Linked DNA regions of Mus musculus: regions 1, 3, 4 and 5 are each linked to region 2. The links are chromatin contacts, called in public Hi-C, HiChIP or PLAC-seq and promoter capture Hi-C maps. All regions are on one chromosome and are shown on one strand. Each heading gives the region's core, a stretch centred on a gene start, on an enhancer-like site or on the middle of the called end of the contact. The rest is flanking DNA. Distances are from core to core; before and after follow the strand shown.

What was found. Promoter capture Hi-C pulls out the DNA fragments that hold promoters and counts their contacts. A called contact is a pair of places that touch in the nucleus more often than the background predicts. HiChIP or PLAC-seq counts read pairs in DNA pulled down with a chosen protein or histone mark.
Region 1: a contact with region 2 is called in a promoter capture Hi-C map of embryonic stem cells, with 2.8 times the contacts expected there. The contact joins the enhancer-like site here to the promoter of Zfp37 in region 2. A contact is called at or near these places in 3 of 39 promoter capture datasets (embryonic stem cells, liver and stem cell-derived epiblast-like cells), 1 of 115 datasets of contacts at active chromatin or transcription factors (epiblast stem cells) and 1 of 9 other capture datasets (embryonic stem cells).
Region 3: a Hi-C map of embryonic fibroblasts shows a contact between it and region 2, with 5 times the contacts expected there. The contact joins the promoter of Fkbp15 here to the promoter of Zfp37 in region 2. A contact is called at or near these places in 2 of 39 promoter capture datasets (cranial neural crest and maxillary cranial neural crest), 7 of 484 Hi-C or Micro-C datasets (cerebral cortex, cortical neurons, embryonic fibroblasts and 3 more), 2 of 115 datasets of contacts at active chromatin or transcription factors (both in embryonic stem cells) and 2 of 9 other capture datasets (adipose tissue and pancreatic islet).
Region 4: an H3K27ac HiChIP or PLAC-seq map of embryonic stem cells shows a contact between it and region 2, with 2.8 times the contacts expected there. The contact joins the enhancer-like site here to the promoter of Zfp37 in region 2. A contact is called at or near these places in 1 of 39 promoter capture datasets (liver) and 2 of 115 datasets of contacts at active chromatin or transcription factors (bone marrow-derived macrophages and embryonic stem cells).
Region 5: a contact with region 2 is called in a promoter capture Hi-C map of liver, with 2.9 times the contacts expected there. The contact joins the enhancer-like site here to the promoter of Zfp37 in region 2. A contact is called at or near these places in 2 of 39 promoter capture datasets (cranial neural crest and liver), 1 of 484 Hi-C or Micro-C datasets (embryonic stem cells), 3 of 115 datasets of contacts at active chromatin or transcription factors (bone marrow-derived macrophages, embryonic stem cells and epiblast stem cells) and 1 of 9 other capture datasets (adipose tissue).

What each region holds. Positions count from the first base shown.
Region 1 is chr4:61,966,513-61,969,212 of GRCm38.p6, forward strand. No RefSeq gene overlaps it. Among named protein-coding and RNA genes, the nearest start is that of Mup20, 86 kb to the right of the region's middle. Within about 2 kb of position 1,364, at least 6 of the 459 cell types and tissues checked have an H3K27ac peak or open chromatin away from gene starts, as enhancers often do. A contact at or near this core is called in embryonic stem cells, where this site is marked.
Region 2 is chr4:62,207,128-62,209,827 of GRCm38.p6, forward strand. It overlaps Zfp37 (zinc finger protein 37), which reads right to left and starts at 1,419. Exons shown (of 4, transcript NM_001290351.1): 1 at 1,202-1,419. The coding sequence starts at 1,234. Gm30451 (a long non-coding RNA gene) reads left to right here and starts at 1,797. Exons shown (of 2, transcript XR_390634.1): 1 at 1,797-1,838; 2 at 1,989-2,275.
Region 3 is chr4:62,359,261-62,361,960 of GRCm38.p6, forward strand. Fkbp15 (FK506 binding protein 15) reads right to left here and starts at 1,336. Exons shown (of 28, transcript NM_001045528.2): 1 at 1,110-1,336. The coding sequence starts at 1,162. Slc31a1 (solute carrier family 31, member 1) reads left to right here and starts at 1,441. Exons shown (of 5, transcript NM_175090.4): 1 at 1,441-1,583.
Region 4 is chr4:61,988,314-61,991,013 of GRCm38.p6, forward strand. No RefSeq gene overlaps it. Among named protein-coding and RNA genes, the nearest start is that of Mup20, 64 kb to the right of the region's middle. Within about 2 kb of position 1,403, at least 2 of the 459 cell types and tissues checked have an H3K27ac peak or open chromatin away from gene starts, as enhancers often do. A contact at or near this core is called in embryonic stem cells, where this site is marked.
Region 5 is chr4:62,021,902-62,024,601 of GRCm38.p6, forward strand. It overlaps a transcript of Mup20 not described here. Among named protein-coding and RNA genes, the nearest start is that of Mup20, 31 kb to the right of the region's middle. Within about 2 kb of position 1,415, at least 8 of the 459 cell types and tissues checked have an H3K27ac peak or open chromatin away from gene starts, as enhancers often do. A contact at or near this core is called in embryonic stem cells and liver, where this site is marked.

The sequences.
Region 1 (2,700 bases), core at 114-2,613, 240 kb before region 2:
ATACTGCTAAATCTCAAATTTTCGAACTGTTTATGCACAAACAACTCAAGTTAAGAGAAAATACTCTTCCATTAAAGTACTGTCCTTGGACCTTTAAGAATTCATCCTGGACTGCCCGGACCAGAATCCTTAATGCAATGGCACAGCAGATCTGTATTCCAGGAAAATTGTAGGCCTTAAACAAGAACAATTGGCCATATAATCTCATTTTTTACATCATCAAAATAGTAATGGCTTGAGATAATAATTTGGTATTTTTAGAGAATGTGCATGTCAAATTGTAAAGACTTGTTCTCAGCGACCTCGATTTCTATTTGTTCCACCGAATGGTGTTAAAGTCTCGAGGACTTATACTTAATCAATTATTGCAAACTAATACTCATATTTCTGATATTAGAAAGATAAAATATGTACATGTGACTCTTGACACCTTTGAAGTTTTCTGTTTACAATTGCTTTAACAAGAGAAGCAACTAAAATGTAATTAGTCATTACCTACATTAATTTTTTTATGCTTGGTATTCCAAATCAGATTGAAACAGAGAATGGAATTGGCTATTACAGTCAAGTGTTTGAGATGTTAACAATTTAATGTTACCCCTGTTGCCTGGATTTTATATAATTATCAAGGAAAAGGCATTGTTGAACTTTAAAACGATATCGTCTTTAAAAACAACAAAGGGGGAATTATATCACCGTGCACATTATTTAAATCACAGTTTTTATTTTAAAATTTTTAGATTTTGGATGCCAAGAAACTCTTTGCTGAGTGTCTATAGCATCTTACAGTTTGGCATACTCATACCTAGGTGAGATGGAAAGATCTACTTGTTGGTATATGGCATGATCCTGATCAGATATTAAATAATGGGCAAGAGGGCATGTTTGTGTTTTTTCTGCAGATGCTTCAGGATCATGCTTTCTGTCAGAGTGATTTAAGTGACATGCTGACACAAAGGTTAAGGCTGACCTGTGAGCATGCTGAGAGCCCTGACCATGGTGACAGGAAAGCTGTATTACGTATATGTTCTTGACCAACCTTTGCTTGAGTATGTTCCAGATTACAAAGGCTGCCTTTACACCCTGTGGGTCAGAGATCATAGAGATGGTAGAAACTGACTTAGAAAAATCAATCAAAATGTGGAGTTATAACGACTTTTCTCTTTCCTTTAATGTGACCAGTTATTCTGACTCAATGATGGACTGACTGGTCTAGAAATAAATCCAATGTTGGATATTCCAATTAGGAAGATAGCTTAAAAAATCTGTATCATCCAACTTACCTTACTCTTACTACTATTGACTTGAGAAGTAACATTTTTTTTTTTCTGTTGATTCTCAAAGCCACCTTCCCCACACTAGGGGGCCAGAGCCTGAGACTGATCTTTGCTAATTTGCACCTGAATTGAGTGCCTGGAATGAAAGACCCACAACGTGAGGACTCCCCCACGTTCTGACTCAGGAGAGGCGACACCCCAAAATCACCCACAAGAAACGGGTCTTGCTGCAAATTGCGAGAGGATTTTTTTATTCAAGAGCACTCTCAGGCCCACGGTCATACACCACGCCGGGGTAGAGGACCGTGGTGCCCCGAGTAGCTGGATTAGGGGGTATTTAAAGGAAGAGACCACAACTCAAGGAAGTGGGGAGGGCGTTGTTGGAAGATACCAAAGATACCAGTTAAGAGTCACAAGGAAGTGTAAAGTTACAAGAGTCACAAGGAATACCTGGTAATTGTTAACTCTCAAGACAGCTTCTAAGAGCCTCTAACAATAGCACATTTGCATTGCAGGTTCTGGTAATGGCCAGGGTGACTTTCTTTGAATGAGCACTCTTTGAACCCAGGAAGCGGGTGGGTAGAGGAATGTTGCTATCTGTTTTATGATTAGCATACCTTTACAAAGGCCACATTCCCAAGCCTGGACCTAAAGGCCTAGAATTCTGTTTTTATGTTGTTATACTTTCAGGGACATCCCACAGACAACTTTAATCCTGTACATTTTAACTTTTGACTTTGTATTTTAAGCAAGTCGGTTACTTGATAAAGTTTCACCTCAGCAAAGCTCATATATGGCAGTTATTCATCACTATGAAGAGATGCATTGAGTGCATATTGTGGCTTTGGTCTGAATGGGTAAAAGGTGTGTTATGAGGTCCATTAGCCAAAGACCAGCCACTGATGATGCTATGACTCTTATCAACCTAAGACAGAGGCATGTGCTTTGGCCATGTTTGTTCATTATAAACACTAAAGGGCCTTACTTGTGCAAATAAACACAAACAAACTGCACGTGTCCTCCAGGATGAATCAGAAGGAGACAAGACATTCAGACTAAAGGCAGGCAAGCCACCAGCCACCATAATTCAGAGACATGGCCATGGAACATAAGTAAATTTTATGCCCCTGTCCAGCTAATTTTTAATAAATAAAAAGGGAGGAATTGTGATCTCCTGTCCCCAGTTTTAAGCTGGCTGAACAAGTCTGTGACACTGGAGCCAGGCATCTGTCTCTGCTACACTTATATCTTCCAGCCAGAGAACTGAGAACTGCCTGCCCACTGAGCTGCTGAAGAGCCTACTTTGCAATTCAATCTAGCTGAAACATACAAGGGAACTCAACCAAAACAAAGGGACAGGTCTTTGGGTTTTCCCATATGTATTTAGTGACATACATTAAAGACGGGAGCCTTGATCAGAGAA
Region 2 (2,700 bases), core at 169-2,668:
GCGAAGTTGGGTGAAGAGATGTCTCAGTTGTTAAGAGCACTGGCTGCTCTTCCAGAGGACCTGGGTTCAATTCCCACCCACATGGCAGTCTGTAACCCCAGTTTCAAGGGATCCGACACCATCACACCAATGCACATACGATAAAATTAAATAAATTATTTTTAAAAAGAGACTGGCCCTATATGTTGCTACTTAAAATTCTCTGGCATAAAATAGGTGTTCATCTTATACTCTGTTTTACAATTTTCTAACCATTGACACTCAAATATCCCTCAGTCACTAACCTTCCTAAACCTCCTCTACATAGAAGTTCCCAATTACCATTCTTCACAGAACAGTCACTAACCTCCACTCAACTCCAGTGACCTTACAGAACCTTCTATCATAAAACCCTGAAAACTCACAAAGCCTTGGCCTCAGAGTCCTAGTCACAGAATCATAATAATTATTATTAATTCCTACCAAGAACCCCATCACTAAAGGGACAGTTAGGACTACTGATACCCTTTCTCCCTAGATGACAATCTGCCATCCAAATAGGCACTTCAATATAAGACTTCTTGTATTCCACCAACTGTCATCTGCTCATTAGCCTCCAGGTTCCCCCCTCACTGCCAGTCATAGCACACAAAACGAGGACTCTTAAAGACATTGCTTATTAGACTTCCAGAAATGCCACCATTACTGACCCCAAGGGCTCAAATTCTAATCCCCACATATTCCAAATGAACCAGTTCTCCAAATCTCAATACTGCCCCTCCCACAGTGCAGCCTGTAATCCCCAGTTACCTAAAACACCAGCTCCCAAGCAGTTCAAATTCTAATCCTTGTAGGGCTTCCCGTCTGTAATACATCACAAAGCCCTCATTTCAGATCTTGCTAGCTTTCCAGACCCAGACTCAGTCACTGTGACTATTACAGATGCCTCCCCGCTCCCAAGCATCACTTACCTAGACAGATCCGTCAAAATACTGATTTCCGAAAGTTACAGCAATCCCCAACTCCATATGCCCCCAATATCACGGGCACTTAATACTCCATATGCCCATAATACCCCAATACCTTGGTCCCTTAGAACACCGGCCTTCCCAAAAGACTATTCAACAACAACGCCACAGATTCTCAAATCTCGTCCACTAGGACTCCAGTCACCCTCCAATCACCGACAACCAAACCAACCCCAAGCCCTTACCGCCCTCACCGCATCGCTTTCCGCAGGCTCGGATGTAGCCATCTCCTCCGGACGCCTGGCTTTGTCCGCACTCCTCCGATCCAGCGCCTCTGGCTTTGTCAGGTCCTCGATGGAGTCAGAGGCCGATATGGCGGCCACCCCGGGCACCGCTTCAGAGGGTCCGGGGGCTTCGATGGCGGAGACCTGCGGAGATTGCTTGTGGGCGCGGCCATCTTGGCATGGACCCCGCCGTACAACGGAGGCGCGGGCGCCTCTGGGATCACTGTGCCGGCAGGGCTGGCGATTCGTGAGTCCTGGTTCCCGGAGCTGCGACGTGTCCCAGGCAGGAAGTGCTCAGAGGAGCTGCTGCGCGGGACACGCACCCCAGACCTAAATTCGGGAGGCGCGGGGAGGCCTCGCCTCGGGGGTTCTGTTACAGAATTCGGAATTACTTTTCCAAAGGGTTTTCCAGTTGCGGTTGCCGGGGAAACCCGGGAAGCAGGATGAGGAATCCAGAAAGAGAAAGAAACCAGAAAAGCTGGTCTAGACTAGTAACGTTGACTTACAGAGAGAAGACATTTATCGCTAAGACATAGCAAAAATTCTTTGGATTACTGTTATAATGGAGAGGGGAGGGAAGAGGCCGACAGCGAACACGGCACTCCTGGTGAGAGCCCAGCACTGGTGAAGACATTTCCTCAGAACTGCACAGCTGTTAAAATGACTTCTCAGTGCACTACTTAACAAGCTCATTGCGTTTACTCAACAGTTTTTATGTAGAATTTTTGATATGTAAATATGTACAATCCATGTGCAGGATGAAGAACAGGACTACACAACCTTCATCCCCCTCCTCAGTTTGGATTCGCAGTAGGGCAGAGATGGTGAGATTACTGCAAATGCGTGGTTTCTCATTGATTGACTCAACACCCCTATTGGAAAATGGATCCAGTGAGGAGACTGCCTGCAATCCCATTACGCAGGAAGCAGGGGCAGTGTTTTCAAGACTAGCCTTGTTATATAGAGTGAACTTGAGGTTAGCGTGAGCTATCCAAAGCACTTGTCTCAAAAGGGCAAAATAAAATAAGGGTTTTTATAGCTTTATTCAATGTACAGCGGGAGAAAGAACAGAACTGATTTGTGGGGGCCAGAGTATAAATATAAGAGTTAGTTCTCTCTTTATGGGGATCCAGGGACTTCACTCCGTTCTCCAGACTTACCTACCACAATGGTTGCTATTTACACTCCGAGCCTTCTCACAGGCACTAACATTTTAAGCTGTTGCTGTTTTTCCTGAAGTCCCCTTCTGAAAACAGAACCTAGGGCCTTGTGCTTACTAGGCAACTAACTACTCTGTACTGAGCTAAAGCCCAAAGCCCAAATTAAAAACAAACAAACCTGTTTTGCATGCCGCCCCCGCCCCCGCCCCCACCCCCACCCCGTCTGCTTGTCTCCCTTAGTTTCACCTCCAGTTCTTGAGCCTCTGGTAATGGGGTATCCACCAGAGAAGACTGCTCAGACATGGGTTC
Region 3 (2,700 bases), core at 86-2,585, 150 kb after region 2:
AAAACTAAAGTGGAAGTGTACAGAGAAGGACCCCTGATACTGAACCTCTGTCCTCAACAAAGATGTTCACAACATGCATACATGCATACATCTCTCTCTCACACACACACACACAATCAAAAGAAAGCCAGTCATCTTATGGTCACTCCTGTATTGACTGCCCAGTATTCTAGGAGACTAATCATTATTGGTAGGATGATGTGTCAGTCATTCTTAAGTAGGTTCATCACTATGCACAAAACTTGTAAAGCAGGCGTTCAAAGAAGGGCTGTGCAAAGATGTGAGCTTTGCAGTTAACAAGTCTGAAGGGAGACATGAGGTCCACTAGGACAACGCAAGGGAAAACACTGAGCTAATTATTAAAGGGGGGGGGTGGGGTGGATCTAGCCTGCCGTTAAAGACTTCTCTCCCAAGATGGCATATATGATGTTTGAAAGCAGAAGAAAACGAATAGTCTTTCCCATTGGCGTTACACCTTAGGGCTTAAAAAGCATAATTTCGCAGGCACTTCGTGAGCAATCAATGTGCACCAGGAGTTACTGTTCTGAGACCTAGACAGAAATGAGCAACCATAAGCAGTTCAGTCAGGGCTTAGATTTCAGTAGGTTCCATGTGCTAAGGCTTGTGGAAATATGGAAGATGAAGCAGACTATTCCTCCCGGGACTGTGAAAGCAAAGAATCACCAAAAAGGTAACCTCTGAAGTAGGCTTTGAAGGATGCCAGAGATGGCCCACCAGGTCCTGGTTCAAAGTGTCACCATCCTGTTCTCGGGGAAGAGAAAGTCTCTTGAGTTTACAGCTCGTATATTTATTATAGGAGCTGACTCCTATATAAACTCCGAGGCAAGCAGTCTCCCCAGCAATCCTCTCCATTTCACTGGAGAAAGTGTGATTCACAAAGCAAAAGGGTGTCAAGGGAGGTTCCAGTTCCTGAACCCAGACGGGCCGAGGTGACACCGCTACTCAGAATGCGAAGGCTGAGCGGTGGAACGCGCCGAGGGTCTGTCTAGACCCGGAAGTTGGGAAGCGGCCTGAGAAGAGCCCGACCCCTGCAGCCACCGCGCCAGTCTCTCAGCCCAGCGCTCGGGTCCCGTTCCTCAATCACTCACCCGCCGCTTGGCGAGAGGAAGTCGGTGTCATCCTCGTCTCCGGCACCGAACATCACGTCGGCTTTCGCCCAGCTGAAGGGAGGAGGAAGTTGGATGTTCCCAGGGCCTGTCACCGCCGGTAACGTAAAACGCCGTGGCGGCGAGCTGCTTTCCGGCAGGACAAACTCTCTCAGGGTAGTGAGGCCCAGAGGAGACCCAGCGGTGGAGGAGGTGGAGCAAAGGCAAATGAGGAGGTGAGCTCCCAGTGACGCAAGGCCTCACCAGCCCTCCGAGGAGGTGGAGTTCCTAGGTTCTGAGCGGTGATTGGTGGGATCACCCAGGGGGCGGGTCCAGGGCGGGAATCCGCGGCCTTTACTGCGGTCGTGGGACACGTCGAGCCGGGCAGTAGTGGCGGGGGCTTGGTAGAAGTCCGTACCGGACTAGGGGATCCAGTTCTGAGAGGAAGACTAAGGCGGCGGGGCTTACCCTGTGAAGGTAAGGTCACTCCCCTCCTTTTCCCAAACCCGGCGTGTTCGCTGTCCTTTTCCCTCCCGAACCCTGGACCCCCCGCAGCTCCCTTAAGCTGGGCGGAAGGAGAAAGAGCCCCGGACTAGAAGTCATGGGATCTGAGCCGAACAGTGGCAGGGATCTTACAGCGACATTGCTGTTATGACCTTAGGGCAGGGTGCTCGGTGCCTCAGTTTCCCCATCTACGCAAAGGACCGCGTGTCCAGTGTCTCCATATGCGCTTTTTCAAGGTTTTAAATCTCTGAAATCATCGAGTCTGATCCGGGTCTCTTCGTAATAAACTGATCTGCAGGCAAGAAGACAGAAGAACTAGCCACTTGGGTGACTAGTCCGAGGTCACACAGAGTGAAGAGCAGACCTGGTCCTTTGTATCAGGGTTTAGAGAGCTGATGAGTGAGGAAGCCTGGCCCTTAACTAGACTGTGTGGCATAGGACTTGGGAAAGGACCCTGTTTCTAAAGTCCAGATAAGAGAGGTCCAGAAGAGCTGGGATATTCGGGAGGGTGGATGATGGACGAGACTTTGAAGGTAGAAAGTCCTCAATCCAGTTTTGCTGAGCTGAGTTTTGTTGCCAAGGTTTTAAGTCAACATTGGTTGTCGCTGACTTTTCTGCCTCCAGTTTTCGCCCACTCTGTTGCATGTCTTTCTTCTATATTTCTTTGGTTAGCCTGTTTTGTTTTTGTTTTTGGGTTTTTTTTTTTTTTTTTTTGAACGATCTTGCTTAGCCACGCTGTGGCTAAGCAGATAGTGTGTCCCAGTGTCCATTTCCACAGTTCTCATTGGAGTTCTTTCTGGTTTTCTTCCCAGTCAGGTTGATCCTGTAAGTGTCCCTTTCCGGAATGTTTTAGTCTCTTCTGATGATACTAAAGAGATTGGAAGCTCTCTCCCAGAGAACTTTGTACCTCTTGGCACTTCCCCTGTGGGGCTTTTTATTACAGTTTTTGAACTACTAACTTGTAAGTCTTCTTGCCCACAGTGGATTCTCATTAATTTTTTATTAGATTGAATAATATAACTTAGCTTTGTTCCCTTGTTCCTTAATTTACTCTCGGTTTTTTTTTTCCCCCGTGCGACCCAAAGAGCCA
Region 4 (2,700 bases), core at 153-2,652, 220 kb before region 2:
AGTCCCCCATAACCCCCCCCCCACTCTCCCTTTTTGGCCCTGGCGTTCCCCTGTACTGGGGCATATAAAGTTTGCAAGTCCAATGGGCCTCTCTTTGCAGTGATGGCCGACTAGGCCATCTTTTGATACATATGCAGCTAGTCAAGAGCTCCGGGGTACTGCTCAGTTCATATTGTTGTTCCACCTATAGGGTTGCAGTTCCCTTTAGTTCCTTGGGTGCTTTCTCTAGTTCCTCTATTGGGGTCCCTGTGGTCCATTCAATAGCTGACTGTGAGCATCCACTTCTGTGTTTGCTAGGCCCTGGCATAGTCTCACAAGAGACAGCTATATCTGGGTCCTTTCAGCAAAATCTTGCTATTGTATACAATGGTGTCAACGTTTGGAAGCTGATCATGGGATGGATCTCTGGATATGGCAATCACTAGATGGTCCATCCTTTCGTCACACTTCCAGATTTTGTCTCTGTAACTCCTTCCATGGGTGTTTTGTTTCCTATTCTAAGAAGGGGCAAAGTGTCCACACTTTGGTCTTCGTTCTCTTGAGTTTAATGTTTTAAGCAAATTATATCTTATATCTTGGGTATCCTAAGTTTCTGGGCTAATATCCACTTATCAGTGAGCACATATTGTGCGAGTTCCTTTGTGATTGGGTTACCTCACTCAGGATGATGCCCTCCAGGTCCATCCATTTGCCTAGGAATTTCATAAATTCATTCTTTTTAATAGCTGAGTAGTACTCCATTGTGTAAATGTACCACATTTTCTGTATCCATTCCTCTGTTGAGGGGCATCTGGGTTCTTTCCAGCTTCTGGCTATTATAAATAAGGCTACTATGAACATAGTGGAGCATGTGTCCTTCTTATCGGTTGGGGCATCTTCTGGATATATGCCCAGAAGAGGTATTGCTGGATCTTCCGGTAGTACTATGTCCAATTTTCTGAGGAACCGCCAGACTGATTTCCAGAGTGGTTGTACAAGCTTGCAATCCCACCAACAATGGAGGAGTGTTCCCCTTTCTCCACATCCTCGCCAGCATCTGCTGTCACCTGAATTAAAATAAAATGCATGTTATTTAAATCATGCATTTTATTTAAAAAATTTTAAAATTTGGATGCCAAGGAACTCTTTGCTGAGTGTCTATAACTAGGCATACTGATGCCTAGGTGAGATGGAAAGATCTAGTTATTGGTATATGGCTTGATCCTGGTCATGTATTTAATATGGACAAGAGTTCATGTTTGTGTTTTTTCTGCAGAATGCTTCAGGATCATGCTTGCTGCCAGAGTGATTGGTGTAACATGAGGACACAAAAGAATACTGCTCAGCTGTGAGCTTGCTAAGTACCCTAACAATGGTGACAGGTTGAGTGTATGTTCTTGACCCACCTTTGCTTGCCTATGTCCCAGATTAGACAGTCTAAGCTAGCTTGCTTCAAGGTTTTACACCTTGTGGGACAGAGAACATAAAGACTGTGGAAACTGATTAGAAAAATTAATCCAAATGAGGAGTTATAATGACTCTTCTCTTTCCTTTAATGCAACCAATGATGGACTGACTGGTCTGGAAATAAATCTAATGTTGGATATTCCAATTAAAAAGTTAGCTAAGAAAAATCTTTATCTTCCAGCTTACCTGGTTCTTACCACTATTTACCTGAGAAGTAACAGTTTTTTCTGTTGATTCTCAAAGCCACCTCCCCCACACTAGGAGGCCAGGCCCTGGGACTGATCTTTGCTAATTTGCAATTGAATTGAGTGTATGGGACATCCCTACTGAGGACTTTAATACTTTTCTTTTTAACTTTTTAACTTTTCACTTTGTATTTTAAGCAGCCCATACTCAAAGAGAACTGCCTGCCCACTGAGCTGCTGAAGAGCCTACTTTGCAACTCAATCCAGCTGAAACAAACAACAGAACCCAGCTGAAACAAAGGGATGGATCCTTGGGTTTTCCAATATATATTTAGTGCCATATATTAAAGATTGAGCCTTGATCATAGAACTCTGTCTTGGCTCAATATTTTCCTTGCCATCTTCCCAATCCATCCTCAGCATTCCTTTTAGGAACCCAGTAACCTGTGGTTAATTGCAGCTACTTCAGAGGATCATTGGAGTTACTAGTATCCACCTGCATAGCTCCCCAAACCTAGTACGGTCCCCTGGAAACCAGAGATAGGGACAGATTTAAGGGGCAAAGAGATTATTGTCCAGTAACTCATGAAAGATGAAGGGAGCTAGGAGGCATCAGAATCAAGAAAAGGGAAGTTATCTTGTGTTAGGCAGAAATTCTATGACACAGTTTTGTTCATTCATGGGGCGGAGTACACCCCAAAGAGACCAGCATCTCAGCTCAATGACTGGAGCGTCCACTGAAGCAGTTAACAACTAGGACTGCTATCTATTCACACTCCTCACAACCAAGCAGTCTTTCCTTCAAGGTTGGGGTGGACTCCAAGCTATACTGACTCTTGATGTCTGGCATTCCAATCTGCTATTGAGCACAGATAGTCTTTTCCTAAGAGGTCTTGAGTCCTCTCCACAATAGGTATCTGTTTAGGAACATTGCAATACGAAGTTATGTGACTCAGGGGAACATGTAGTCTGAGGCCAAGAACAAGGCGTACACACTATAAGTGCTCAGACAGGTCAGCACCTTGGCAGTCACAGAGTTAGCATTCAGTCACTAAATGTTGAACAGGGA
Region 5 (2,700 bases), core at 165-2,664, 190 kb before region 2:
GTTTAGAAAAAAAGTCTTAAAAACCAGACAAGAAACCTATTCCTTGTTTCAAACAGAAATTAAATAGGTTTTTGAGGAATATTGATATTTGGCCTATTGCATAGTAAACTTTTAGGTAAGTTTATAATCATTATACAAAGATAAGTTAAAATTTGCTTCTATGCATGCTTTTTATTTCTTGAAAATTGATGTTTGCATCCTATAAAGAGTACATCTACTGTATTTATAAACAGCTCTTCTATAGGAGAGAAGTATATGTGATTGGATCACATGTATATTCTTTTGAGTTTCTTCCTACTTCAGCACAGATAATTAAATTCTGTGCTGTAGCCAGTGTTTTGAAATGTTGAAAAAGAAAAACCAACTTTTAATTTTTATACGGATAGCATATATATATATATATATATATATATATATATATATATATATATATACACACACACACACACATTGGCTCACAGTTGCTGAAATTGTTCCTTTCTTAGATACTGCTACTTCTCAAATTTTGCAACTGTTTATGCACATACAACTCAAGTTAAGAGAAAATACTGTTCCTTTAAAGGAGTGTCCCTGGACCTTTAAGAACTCATCCTGTACTGCCCGGACAAGACCCCTTAAGGCAATGGCACAGCAGATTTGTATCTTAGGAAAATTATAGGCCTTAAACAAGAACAATTGGTCATATAATCTCATTTTTTACATCATCAAAATAGTAATGGCTTGAGATAATAATTTGGTTTTTTTTAGAGAATGTTCATGTCAAATTATAAAGACTTGTTCTCAGAGACCTCAATTTCTATCTGTTCCAATGAATGGTGTTAAAATCTCGAGGACTTGTACTTAATCAATTATTGCAAAGGGACACTCATATTTCTGATCTTAGAAACATAAAATATGTATATGTGACTATTGACACATTTTCAGGCTTTCTAGTTGTAATTGCTTTAACAAGAAAAGGAACTAAAACTGTAATTAGAAATTGCCTACATTAACTTTTTTTATGCTTTGTGTTCCAAATCAGATCAAACAGAAAATGGGACGGGCTATTACAGTCAACCATTTGAGATGTTTTGTTAAAAATTTAATGTTACCCTTGTTACTGGGATTTTATATAATTCTCAAGGACAAGGCATTGTTGGACTTTAAAACAATATCTTCTTAAAAAACAAAAAAGCAGGATTATATCCTGGTGCACATTATTTAAATCATGCATTTTATTTTTAAAATTTAAAATTTTGGATGCCAAGGAACTCTTTGCTGCGTGTCAATAGCATCCTACAGCTAGGAATACTCATGCCTAGGTGAGATGGAAAGATCTACTTATTGGTATATGGCATGATCCTGATCAGGTATTTAGATGGGCAAGAGGGCATGTTTGTGTTTTTTCTGCAGAGTGTTTCAGGGTCATGCTTGCTGCCAGAGTGATTGGTGTGATATGACGACACAAAAGAATAATGCTGAGCTGTGAGCTTGCTGAGTGCCCTGACAGTGGTGACAGGAAAGCTGTATTGAGTGTATGTTCTTGACCTACCATTGCTTGCCTATGTCCCAGATATGAGATGCTAAGCTGCCTTTCTTCAAGCTTTGATACCTTGTGGGACAGAGAACATAGATACTGTCGAAACTGACTTAGAAAAATTAATCAAAATGAGGAGTTATAATTACTCTTCTCTTTCCTTTAATGTGACCAGTTATTCTGACTCAATGATGGACTGACTGATCTAGAAATAAATCCAATGTTGGATATTCCAATTACGAAGACAGCTAAAAAATCTTTATCAGCCAGCTTATCTAACTCTTACCACTATTGACCTGAGAAGTAACAGTTTTTTCTGTTGATTCTCAAAGCCACCTCCCCCACACTAGAAGGCCAGGCCCTGGGACTGATCTTTGCTAATTTGCAATTGAATTGAGTGTATGGGACATCCCCACAGAGGACTTTAATGCTTTTCTTTTTAACTTTTCACTTTGTATTTTAAGCAGGTTGGTTACTTCTAAACAGTTTCACCTTTAGCAAAGCTCAGATATGGCAGTTATTCATCACTATGAAGACATGCATTGAGCGCATATTGTGGCTTTGGGCTGAATGGGAGAAAGGTGTGTTATGCGTTCCAGTAGCCAAATACGGGCCACTGATGATTCTATGACTCTTATCAACCTAAGACAGAGGCATGTGACAAAAGGCCATGTTTGTATGTTATAAACACTAAAAGACCATGCTTGTGCAATTAAACACAAACAAACTGCACTTGTTCTCCAGGATGGGTCAGAAGAAGTATAGGCATTCAGACGTAAGCAGGCACAGCCACAAGCCACCATAATTCCCAGACAGGGACATGAAACATTAATAAATTTTATGCCCAAGTCAAGGTAATTTTTAATAAATAAAAAGGGAGGAACTGTCACTCCCTGCCCCCAGTTTTAAGCTGGATAAACAAGTCTATGACACTGGAGCCAGGCATCTGGTTCTGCTACATTTACATCTTCCTGCCAGAGAACTGAGAACTATTAGACCACTGAGCTGCTGAAGAGCCTATTTTGCAGCTCATTCCAGCTTAAACAAACAAAAGAACTCAGCCAAAACAAAGGGATGGGTCCGTGGTTTTTCCCATATGTATTCAGTGCCATACAATAAAGACTGATACTTGATCAGAGAACTTTGTCTTTGCTCATTATTTCTCTTGCCATCCTTCCTATCCA